Linked DNA regions of Mus musculus: region 2 is linked to region 1. A link is a contact called in public Hi-C data. All regions are on one chromosome and are shown on one strand. The core of a region is the stretch at or near the end of the contact, and the rest is flanking DNA. Distances in the headings are between cores, read along the strand shown.

The links. A called contact is a pair of places that touch in the nucleus more often than the background predicts.
Region 2: a contact with region 1 is called in a Hi-C map of muscle stem cells, with 3 times the contacts expected there. The contact joins two enhancer-like sites. A contact is called at or near these places in 1 of 39 promoter capture datasets (hippocampal neurons), 2 of 484 Hi-C or Micro-C datasets (embryonic fibroblasts and muscle stem cells) and 1 of 115 datasets of contacts at active chromatin or transcription factors (stem cell-derived neural progenitor cells).

What each region holds. Positions count from the first base shown.
Region 1 is chr17:9,756,064-9,762,391 of GRCm38.p6, reverse strand. All of the region lies in intron 3 of 4930452A19Rik (RIKEN cDNA 4930452A19 gene), which reads left to right. Among named protein-coding and RNA genes, the nearest start is that of 4930452A19Rik, 17 kb to the left of the region's middle. Within about 2 kb of position 2,786, at least 47 of the 459 cell types and tissues checked have an H3K27ac peak or open chromatin away from gene starts, as enhancers often do. A contact at or near this core is called in muscle stem cells, where this site is marked.
Region 2 is chr17:10,782,285-10,788,271 of GRCm38.p6, reverse strand. All of the region lies in intron 1 of Pacrg (PARK2 co-regulated), which reads left to right. Among named protein-coding and RNA genes, the nearest start is that of Gm16169, 23 kb to the left of the region's middle. Within about 2 kb of position 4,106, at least 4 of the 459 cell types and tissues checked have an H3K27ac peak or open chromatin away from gene starts, as enhancers often do. A contact at or near this core is called in muscle stem cells, where this site is marked.

The DNA.
Region 1 (6,328 bases), core at 1,537-4,036:
TAAAGATATGTTATTTTAAAGTATGTATGTGTACGTGCATGCTTTTAACTGCTGAGTCATCTCTCCAGACCCCATTAGCTAAACTACCTGTAAAGGCTGAACCATCACTACCTGAGTATTCTCGTGTGAAGGACAACAGAACCCAATGTGAAGATGAGAATGTTTAGAAAAATTAACCATCTAAAGGAGGCACAAGGCTCTTTTGGTCTCTTGAAAACCTGTCAAGTGGAGAATAAAGATAAATCCAGACGATTCTAGAAAGGTAGAAGCAACATCAACAGGTGGGCGCTGTATGAAGTTTCCTGAGCATAAATTCATAATTCAGTGTAAGGATGTTTTTTAGAATTAGTTATATCTGCCCACGAGTGATGAAGACAGAACAGGTTTGCTGGTATATTTGAGAATTGTAGATTCCTGAGTACTCCAAAGGTGTGAGATGGATTTACCGGCATCAAGGACGTTGCTCCAAGGGTCAACTGCACTACTAAATGACTACATGTCAGAGATTATTGTCTGTCCTTGGAAATGCAGCCTGCTCTAGGCTGGCTGAAATTCATCTCTGGGAAATGGTTGGTCTGCTGGGAATGCTACTTCCCAGCCTCATTTACTTACACTTGAGACCTGGCGACCAGGCTTGACCATGGGCACGAAAGCAGAGGTGGTAGCCATCTTTCCTTTGTCACTGTGGCTGGGAAGCTAGTCTCCATCTGCATCCTTCTTCCCCATCTGTGATTTGAGGCTGAGTACCATGCAGCCCCGTATATGTTGCAGTCATGATAAGGAAGGAGGTTCGGGCCTTGAGAGCTTCCCTCAGTCCAAGAACTGGCCTGAACTGATAAAGAGGCCATCTTTATACCCTCCAATTCAGGTGTTCATTCACTTTACATGGAAGTTAGCTTTACTCTCCCTGACGTAGCCACTCAAATTCCTTCAAAACTGGGAAGAGACTGGAGATTCTAACCAATGTGGGTCATCTCTGGGATTTATAGATTACAGAACAATTTGTTTTCCAGTATGAATTGTACCCAGAACAAATGTTTCTGAATCTTGGATCTGTTTATCTATCTATCTATCTATCTATCTATCTATCTATCTATCTATCTATCTATCTATCTATCTATCTATCTATCCATCCATCTGTTTATTATTTTCAGCTCCAATTAAGAGCCTTCATTTGGGCATTTTTGTTAAACCCTCTCTAACAGTGAATGGAACTGAATAACCTTCTTCATTATGAGTTATCGTGTGGGTTTCTTGGGCAGTGTTGGGGATACTCGGTCACAGAATATTTTGAGATTGAAGCCACAGAGAACAGCAGATCCCTAAATGGGACTAAGATGGCAATTCCACTAGTGACTGGAGGACAGATAGACCATACAGAAGCCAGAAACAGCTGCTGAGCAGCTCAGAATATTGTCTTCCCAGCTTCTCCAAGGCCTGAGCTGAGAAACCAGATTTCTTCTGGGTGTACATCACTCTTTCCTCTCCTTTGAAGGACACTGAATTTCCATAAAACCACAAAGGCCAGAAGCACACTCAAGACCAAAATAGCACTGAGGTTAAAAAAAAAAAAAAAGAGTAACCTTGGTTAAACAGTGTCGCTCCACGGCCCATGGCCATTAAGTACTAATGCACTGGAGATGCTATGGTAGAATATATGGGCCCCCTTTTGAATCATAGGACCTTAGGCAATAAGAGCATAAACATTTGTTGGCAAGCAGGGCAATGAAGCAGAATGCAGTTAGTTCAGATGCAGGCATGTTGATTTCCTGTGCTATGCTCAGCTGGACTCTGAGATCGTCAGTACTGTGAACTCAAACCTACATCCCCAGCCAGATTCCTACAGAGGGAGGGGACAGGAGGGACGGATGGCCAGCTTGCTTTGCTCCTGTGTGCTCAGTCTAATCTGTACATATGTGCAGATCCATATTTAGAATTTGTCTAGGCAGAGAGTGGTGAGCCATGGAAGCTTTTGCTTATCACTTGAAGGATGCTGGGGAGTTGTACGCCAAGCTTCTATCAGGAGCCCTATTCTCTTCCTCCTCACAAATCCACAAAGACAGAATCTGCTGATGTGGAAACGAAGGCTGTCTGTCTGTCAAGGACACGGGACATTTGTGTCCTTCGCCTACCAGTTTCTGTCATATTGGCAGGCAGATGTAAGGCTCATGTGGGGCCACGGTGGGTCAATAACGTCAATATGGTTTTGAGTTTACATTCAGCTTTTCTTTGACTAAAGAGAGAGCTTTTATGTATAATTAAGGCTTGGAAAATGGTGTCAGCACTTTTCCTTTGAGAAAAAAAATAAAAAGGGTGAGGGCAGCTGCTAGATGGGCTAAAGTCTGTGGTCTTTCTCTTCAGTATTGTGGCTGGTGGTAACTCCAGGCTGTGATGTTTGCTGCCCTGGAGACATGAAATGTCCTATGGGAATGACTGTAACCAAGAGTCCCTCCCCCATTCTGTGTAGCTGCTGCACCCCCCTCTCAGATGAGTCCAAAATTTTCAGAGACAGCCTAGTTATGGCTAAGGTTTCAAGCCCCAAGTCCTTCACTGCTCTGAACGCCACCCTGATGTGACCTGTCACCTCCATTCCAACACTCTGAGAATAGCCCGCCCTGGTTGCCTCTGTGTCCTTGATGCTCAGCCATGTGTGACTCTGGCTGCCCAGACCTGAGGCTGCGGGTCTCAGGAAGGGCCAGCATCCTCAGTGAGCACCTCTCTCCGTACCACACACATCGGATTGATTCCAGAGAGCCTCAGAGAGGGCTGTGTGCCTTTCAGTGTAACAAAATCACTGTGGTAGTGGTTCCCAAGTTCTTCCTCAGATCTGGTAACCCCCCCCCCCAACCCCAAGAGCCCTCCGATATCATTCCCCTGGCTCCCCCTAGTGGCCCAGGGGTCCCCAACCAGAACGTTTTTTATTACAGGGTTTTTTTTGTTTTTTGTTTTTTTTTGTTTTTTGAGATTATAATATAATTACATCATTTCTCACTTTTCTTGCCAAACCCTCCCACATACCCCTCCTTGGTTTATAAGTTCATCATCTGCCTAAGGAGATTTCTGATGAGCCTGTTTCTATACCACATGTGAGGGCAACTGGATCCACCCTGATTCTAAACCCAGAATGTGGGGTCCTGGGAACTCTGGTGTTTTTATGCTCCCATCTCTGAATGCTAGTCAAAATTTCTGCCAGGGACCTTAGGGGCCACTTACCTTTGAGGTTGGGTTGGGACATCTTGTCTTTTTGTTTGTTTTATTTTGAAGACAACATGAGCCGACTCTGGCCTGGACCTCATCCGGGAATGCAGATGGGGCTCAGCTTTAAATGATTGCCTGCCTTAGTTTCCCCAGTGATCAGTAGCAGCGTGAGCTATGGTGGCAGTCTACTTTAATGAGAAGTCCAAGAGTAGAAGGTGAGGGACCAACTATCTCTGATGCTATGTCTGGCACCAGTCCTAAGCCATCCAGGTTGCTGATTTCTAACAGCTGTGTTAGAAAAGTTCATGGACATCACTAACATTTCTCTCTTGTGTGTTTCAGCCACACAGTTCTCAAATATCCACAGACACCATAGCAGCCCAGGTGAGCCAAACTAAGCAGCCAGCATCACTGCCCTCATGTTGAGCCACAGGGGTTGGGTCCTCAGAGTGCTGCTGCCACTGCTGCGAATTTGTATATATTTTTAAAGAAAAGTAAGCAAGTTAAGTTTATTGCAAAGGAAGGCTATAGCTCTCTGCAGCAGAGGAAAGGGTCAGAAACTGGTTGCTCTGCGGGTAATTTTAATTTTTTTTTCTATTTAGTTGCTTTTTTTCTTACTAAAGAATAAGGGGTTTTCTGTTAGACATAACTTAAAGGATCTTTGTTAGGGAATAGGGTGAGGGTATGGGAAGGGGCAGTTTGGGGTGGGTAAGCATGGGACCTCTTGGTTCAGAGCCTGGCTCCACTGTTTTTACTGGACCATTGAATGAATGGTCCACAGCCAATACCCACCCATCTGTGCCTTCATCTTCGGGACTGGCCTAGGTAAAGCTGTAAGCCTCCCTTACTCCATGTAGACCATTCTTACTGGAAATGAGGCCAGGACACAAGTCTATACCTCTGACCTTTCATTTGGGCACATTAATGCTTCACAATTTTGACAAAGGGAAGTTAACTTGGGTTTGGAAAGTTAGGAAAAGGTGTTGCTGCCATGCAGATCCCTTGCTCAATGAGGGCCAGTGAATCCTTTGCCCACTGAGTGCCAGCTCTCTCTCTCTCTCTCTCTCTCTCTCTCTCTCTCTGAGTGTGTGCATGCGTTTGTGCGTGTGCGATAATGGCTGATGCAACTGTTGGAAACCAGAGGCTTAGCTCATGGGTGCTTCCATGGTTGGGTCAGGGTATGCTTTATTTGTAGAAGGCTGACTAAATCTTGACCCCAGCTATCTTGGCAAGCTGCAAGTGGCCATGTGAGAGATGAGCTTCAGGCTCAAGCCCAGCTCCTGGAAGACAGGTGTCTACAGAGAAGGATGGTACTACCCTCAGAGACTCCTGTAAGGAAAGCAGGCCTTTAATGATGTGGGGGAGCTGAACCCACGGAAGGGGTATCTAGGGAGATAGATGGTATGAACCAAAAGTAAGGAAACTGGCTGTGAGCTATTGGGTAGGAAACACACACACACACACACACACACACACACACACACACGAAAAGAACTGTGGGAAGCCTGTGCTCTCAGGGGACAGATGCTGTCCCTAGGGTCCTTCAGCTCAGGGACCACACTGATCACAGGTTCCTTTTCTTTGCCTGTCCTGGCCATTGGTTTTCCTGGCCAAACCTGCCATATTTTCTCCCAGGACACATGCATGGTGTGCCATTTTGAAGGAGAATCAACAAAAACAGAAGTCAGGTTGGAAGGCATCCATGCTGTCTGGGTGTCAGAAGAGGGGGTGTTAACATCGTCTCTTAATTTGCCATCACATCATATACCCCTACCTTAAAATGAAGAACAAGAATAGTACTTTTTCCTCTTCTTCAGAGACCCCTCCCTGGTACTGGCATAAACTCACATGTGCAGAGACCAGTCAGGCTTGCCCCCTGTATCCCCCTCTCTGGACCCCCATGTGTACTGTGTGTCTACCAGGCTGCTCACAGGTGGCCTTAGGGGCCGTTGCTTTTCAAATGGTGAAACAAATTTGGTGGGTTTTGGTTGTCATTGATTGGCTTTGACACACTGCTGAGGTTGGGCACCAAGGACCCCTGGTACTTTAAGTCACTTTTATCGCTCAAATATGGAGCTTTGACAGCTGAAACGCCTTATGAGAATAGCATTTAAATGTGCAATGCGCCATAAATACGCAGAGTGCGACAGCCAGGAAGCTGTGCTAATCGCGGCTTTGATGTCCCACGAACTACTGTAGCTGGCAGTCCTCGTGCTTCTGCAGGCCTCTTTGGACTTAGCAGATACCGCTCAGTGGATCCAGTTTTCCACTCCTCCCCTCACGAGGACAGCTGTCATCCCTGACTCAAAGGAAAAATCCTTTCTGGGCCCTTGCTTGGCCACAGCCTTTCCTGGCCATACTCCTAGGAGCCTCTCGCTTCCTCCCTGCCCGGGAGTGGCAGAGGGTGAGGCTGGCTAGACCCAGCCAGACTTTCCCAAAGTTCTGTGTCATTTACCACCTTGTCCTACAGCAACATGCTATTTTTAATTTCTGGCGACTGCTACTCTTGATTGGCTGGGACAAGAAATGGAAGTTCAGCTTGACTTGAGTAACAGGGAAAACGGTCCGTCCCCGACAGAACATGCAGCAGGAAAGCTGAAGGTTCGCTATAGAAGCATGGGTAGACCACCCTAGCTTCCGCTGTACTTAAAAGCTGCCAGTAAGAAGCCTGAATGCTTACATTTGATAAGAGCCTTGATCTTTGGATTCCATGGTCACTACAGAGTGCAAGGAAACCACAAAGGGTGTCTGCTGTCTGTAATTTATTAGGTTTCAGAGCATCCCAGGAACTACAGACTCAATCCCTCAGCTCTTGGGTCCAGGAGCGCCCTCTTGTGGGAGAAAGCACTTTTGCCTGGAATTTCTATTTGTCTTTTTTTTTTTTTTTTTCCTCCAGTTTTTAATTTTTGAGAGTTTCCTACATGCATATACTATGCTTTGGTAACTTTTCCCCCAGTTCCTCCCCTTCATCTCTTCCTCTCCCCTCACTTTCTCTCCCTATTTAATGCTTCTTGTTTGTATACTTACTGAGTCCACCAAGTGCTGTCTGTATGGGCATGGGTATAGGACCATCCAACTAGGGCATTCTTTATTATTTTTGTTTTGTTTTAAACTTGTTCTTACTTCTGGA
Region 2 (5,987 bases), core at 2,857-5,356, 1.0 Mb before region 1:
TGTGTGTGTGTGTGTGTGAATGTGAGTGTATGTGCATGCATGTGCATGTGTGTGTGTGTTCATTTTCTCTCTACTGTATCTATTGACACAAGCTCTCTTATTGAACTAAGCAGAGTGGTCTGACCAGATTATCCACATGTCTCCATTCTCACTGTGGCTGTGGACGTCAAGGATCTGAAGCTTGTGGACAAGGTCCTCAAGCTCCTGTGCGCAGGGACTTTACCAACTGAGCCATCTTCCTGAGACCTCTATTTCTGAGATTGTTTACATTTGTGTCACCAAGAGCCTATAAGTTCAGATTTGAGTCATGGATTTTTTAAGATAACATTTTGCTATATAACCTAGGCTGTTTTCAACCTGTGGTAGTGCTACTCATGGTTCAGCCTCCTGAGTGTGGAGACTTTGTGAAACTTTTTAAAAAAGATTTATTTAGTTTATGTGAGTACACCGTAGCTGTTTTCAGACACCCTGCAAGAGGACATCTGATCCCATTACAGATGATTGTGAGCCACCATGTGGTTGCTGGGAATTGAACTCGGGACCTCTGGAAGAACAGTCAGTGCTCTTAACCTCTGAGCCATCTCTCTAGTCCTGACTTTGTGAGTTTTTAAACACTGAAAAATCAATGCTGCACAAATTCTTTGGCCACTGTAGATGAATTTATTAGTTACATATGCACCTTTGATTCTGAAGGGCACCTAGCTTCTAAGTGGATTCAGTAATTTATTAATTCCAGTGTTATTCACCGATTTTACTCCACCTCCTGACCAATTTCTAATTACTATTAATTCTTCTCTACTTCAACAGTCACAAAATATGGCTATAAAATTCATCTGGTTTAGTCTCGCATACCCCTTTATTCCTGTGTGGGCTGGAGTCTGGCTTCCACTCTATAACAGCACCACTGTCTATTTATGCATCTGACTTTCCTGTCTCTTTGGAAAATACCTAAGAGAAACGGTTTGAAACACGGGATTTGTTTCAGTTGGCTGTGTCAGAAGTCTCCTTGGCTCTGGGACAGAGCTGAGGCTGGCACATGAAGGTGTCAGGGCCGTGTGAGAGCTGCTCACCTCACAGTGGGCAGGAAGCAGATGACTAGAGATGGGCCAGGGTGACTGTGTGCCTTCCAAGGCGCACCCCAGTTGTCCACTTCCTCTACTTTTTTTTCCTCCCCACTTTCACCACCTGCCAGCAATCTAGTCATATTATAACTTAGCCTCAGATAATAAACCATTGATTAGGTCAGTCTTCATGATATGATCACTTCTGGAAGCACCAGATGGTTTCCTTCACCAGTCTTATTGACTGCTCTCAGTCTTGTCAAGCTGACCATCTAGAGTAACCATGACAGATGGATGTCTCAGTCCTCCTTAAGCTTCTTCTCTGCATCCTTGAACCCTGAGCAAAAGCTCATTCCCTGACTCTCACAATGATATTCCTTCCCACTTTGCTTGCTACCATATGAGGATTATCTATTCTCCTATAAAAACACCTTACTGTCCAGAATTCAGGAACCATCTGAGATTCTTGCCTTTGATTTCCAGAGGTTGAACCCGCCATCTTGTCACAGGTGTAATAGGCAGCTCCAACTGTTTATCTCCTAACCTCCAGGCGAAGAAGTATCTATCTGGTCTTACTTTAAATTGTTACTAGAAAGGGTGGGTTTGTAGTTTTTAAGATAATAGTGATTACTTGTTTATTCAGGAGAGAGGGAAGATGAGAGAACAGGGTGGAGTACAGAGAGAATTTAACTGTAGGCTGATGGAACCATGAGCTCCTGGAAGTAAAAAGCAATGCTCTATGGCTGGCTCTATCTGGCTGTGACTCGTGCTGCAGTACTGACAACAGAGATCACAGTCTGCTCCCAAGAGTCTGTGCAACATGTCAATAAGAAATCATTTATGGACTATAAGCAGATGAGAGATATAATTTAATTAGTCTATTTGAATATTCATTGTGTAGTACACAAAGGAATGACCTAGACAGGCAAAGCTGGAGGCAGTGAGATCAAATAAACTCTCAAACCTGTAAACTCTCAAAACCTTTAGATGCTGAATAAATGAAATGAGAAGCAAAGATGGTAAGAAAACAAGTTAGATCAACAGTCCAGTGTTTAATATCATTTAAAGTGAAGATCTTGTGCAATTGGTAGCAGTGCTGAAAAGAATGAAGTATGTATGTACAGATGTGTGTATTCGAACTTACACCAAAACGAGAACCTGCACCTTCTCATTTGTGAGTCTTTGGCTTAGTTAGTAAATAATTGTATCAAGGATCATAAAGTATATATCCTATATATAGTCCACCTTATATTTCAAATAGAGGAACTTAGCCTAAGAGAATAATACAGGATACAGAAAACATATGCCAGAAATACTTAACAGTATAGTTACAATGGGAAAGTGGATGGGTAGTCAAATATGATTGCTAATAGTTGGTGGAAATATGCTTATCCATGGAAACTTCAATTTTGACATCAGTAGCAAAACCATGGCATGTTACACTAAGTAGGACGGCCACTCTCTCAAGAGATCAAGGGTAGAGTCCACAGCATGTATGTTTCTGAAAACTTTGGAAGGGAAAGTGTCAAGTTACTAATTGATAGTAGAATTGTAACTGATTAGCAAACTTTTCTCCGAATATTCTGTGATCTTTTCTTATGTCTATGATTTACACAAATGGATTATTCCAGCCTTTTCGTACTGAAGCCTAAGTCTTAGGTCTGCCTCTAGTTCCCAGTCAGCCGCAATCCTCAAATCCCACACAATCCCATAAACGACACACTTGTCTGGTGATTCTTTGTATTTTTGCCTAAATCACATCTAGCACAGTGACTGAGGCCATGTTCTTTAGACAAGAAGGGCATGCGGCCTGTTTCAGCTGGCTACTGAAAGGGGTGACTTATGAGTCTAGCTTCTTTAAGTTCTTTGTACATAAAAAAGTTTCATAAGGTTTTGTTGACAATACGTGCCAATAGTATTAATAATAGAGCAATGCATGCATGTTGTTATGTTATGTTGTGTTATGTTATGTTATGTTATGCTATGCTATGTTATAATGCCACCATCACTGAAGCCTTCTCTTATACCATGCCCCAGGCTACACTTCTTGACTCTACCTTCTCCTGACTTCAGGGCATCTTATAAGTTTTTGAAAACAATATGATGTATAGATACTAATGTCTTGTTTTTATATTTCTGTTTTTAGGCCTTGACAGAATAATCTTCCTAAAATAGCTGGTTTCTCTGTCACTGACTGTTGCTTTTAACATCTGACTTTTAAGGAATCTATAGAGTATCTACCTCTCTCTTTCTATAAACACACACACACACACACATACACCACCTTATACTGTGAGAACTATTTCATTGATGTCCCCTCACCACTGCTCAGCTACCAGAGCTCGCTTTGGCCCTGTTGAAAGCTACTTGCTTTCTCCATGTTCTCCTGTGATTCAGTTTGCTTATCATCTTAATTCTGTTGGCATTTTCTTCATTTGTTCATCTGGTGACCTTAGACATTGCAGAACTTTTGGTAGCAAAATCAATTACAATGAGTGAACTGGCCAGACACTGAATCACCACATTTCTGAATCAGAACCCAGGATGCTGGCTGCATATGCTGCAGACCAGGCTCACAGTCCAGCAGGAACTCAGGGGCACTGCCAAGATGTCTCCCTGCTGAACGACAGCTGTGCTGTAATGTATCACAAACTCTGGGTTGCAGCTTGTGCAACTGGGAATTACGATCTCTGCCATCTCCTGATCCCAGCGCTTTAGTGAGTTAGCTAAATGGACTAATTTGAATTACCCACTGTCAACTTTCCATTTGGAATAAAAGGTCCTTTCTTTTTTATAGCTCTGGTTTATGCTTAAGAATAAAAATAATGAAAAGGAAAAATTTTTAATTTTATGATGGAGAGTTTGAGAGAGCCTTAAATTCCTTCCTACTTATTATTACTTTTGTGGCCCTGTGACAGACACAGTGATCTAAGTCCTAAATCCATTACGAGGCATTCAATAAATGCAGGCATATAAAGTACTCTGTCATCTGAAGTCATTTCAAACTGCATTCAATATCTTGCTTCCCAAGTGCATTAGCTTTTATTAAAAGCATTCTGCTGTGACATCCACTCTTCCTAATTGGTTTACGGATTGTCCCCACCATTCGGGCAATCTTAATTGCATTTTCCCACAAAGCTAGTTTGATTTATGGTTCCTTGTTTGCCTTATATTATTTATAATAAATCAGAGAAGAAATCTTAAGACATGAAATAAAACTTACAGTAGTTCCTTTTCCACAAGCATAAACTTACCTAAGAATCCTTAGCAGTATTTTGATGTGTTTTGAAAGTTGCTTAGTCAAGCATTCGTCTTCTGTGTGGTCTTTGATCATGATACCTATATTCTCTTTCTAGTTATTCTATATTTCACTTAGCATGCATAGGCTTAGAGAGTTATTTGGGATGTAATGCATGTAAGTGTTAAAAGATGCTACATTCTCATGTAGAGCACATACTCACACAGATAATCTGGTTGAAACAAAGAAAATATTATCTAAGGACATAGTGAGAGGATCTAACTATGACACTAGCAGATCTAATTACTAATGCTCTCTTTGTTTTTGCACACTGCAATTTTGAGATAACAGGTGTTAACTTGAAGTAGATTCATAACAAATAAAAAGATAAAAATGTTTTTAAAAACTAAAATGAACAGCAGTAAAATAAAGATAGAGACACTGAAGGGAAAACAATCCCCTGTTGCTGAGTGATTGCATAGTAACATGGGTTACTTTATAAAATCCTCTTCAAGCATAGACTTTCCATGGGCCTTCAGGCATGGAGTCATCCTGTAGGGAGTACATGGAAATTTGTGGGAAGAAAGAACTCTACGTTGTCTATATCAATTTATAAAAAGCCTTCTAGGCTTCCTTAGAGAGAAACGTGCTCATTCCTTCAAATACTTGAGCAGTTAGTGTTTGACTTCAGAATCAAAATTATTGCAGAGACAAAAGGGAAACTATTTTTAAAGGAAATATAAAGCAGAGAGGGAAGGATGACTGCAATCAAATTTTAGGCCAAATCAATGAAGATGGGCTCACCGCAGAAACAGTTGACTTCAGAAGCTGACAAACTTTGAAAACCCATAGAAAATACCTACCTACTGGTTATAGGTGAGGTTTCATAAGGAGATGCTGTGCATTCAGTTCCACTGAGTCAGTGACGATCCCAGACCTATGATGTCAGCAGAGACACTGAGCTGAGCTTACACACACTTGGATCCTACTTTTAGGAATAAGAGGCTTGCCCTCTTTTTCTACCAGGGGACCGTAAGAGGACAGCCAGCAGAGAGGGAGACATTGCACTCTTGTCCAGCGGGAGTAAGGCCAGCTCACCATGTATATAGTACTAGGAATGGAGCAAGACTTTTACTCCCAAATCAGGGAGCTCATAAGGTACCCCCTTCCTCAGTATGAATAGTAAATCCTTTGCTCTGAACCAGGTAGGGCTGGATACTTCTAACCCCAGTTTGTTGATATTGGACTTTATCCGCACCCCTGCGGAGATGTGGAAATGGAATGTTTACAATGTGCCCCTTTTAGGTTGGAGCTACAGCTCAGTAATAGAGTGCTTGCCAACTGTGGTGTGACTTCTCTTGGAGACATGTATGCAGACAAATGTTACTGCACATAGGGCACTGACAACTGAAGAAACAAGCAGTTCTACCTATGTCTAGCTTAGTGAATCAATGAGCTCATTGGAGTTACATGTAGGAACATAGAGGACTCAAAGACAAGTCCACCCCCACATGGATGACAGCTCACAAAAGCTGCCTTCCTGGCCACTGTTTACAGCTTGTAAAACCTTGTAGAACCTTGGGGGTGAGGGGGAATCTCCTCAGTCCTATAGCATCTTTGACTTCTTATAAAGTTTTTATGGGTTTCTTGAGCCTCTCTCCTCTCCAGGATGAAAGCAGCCACACTAG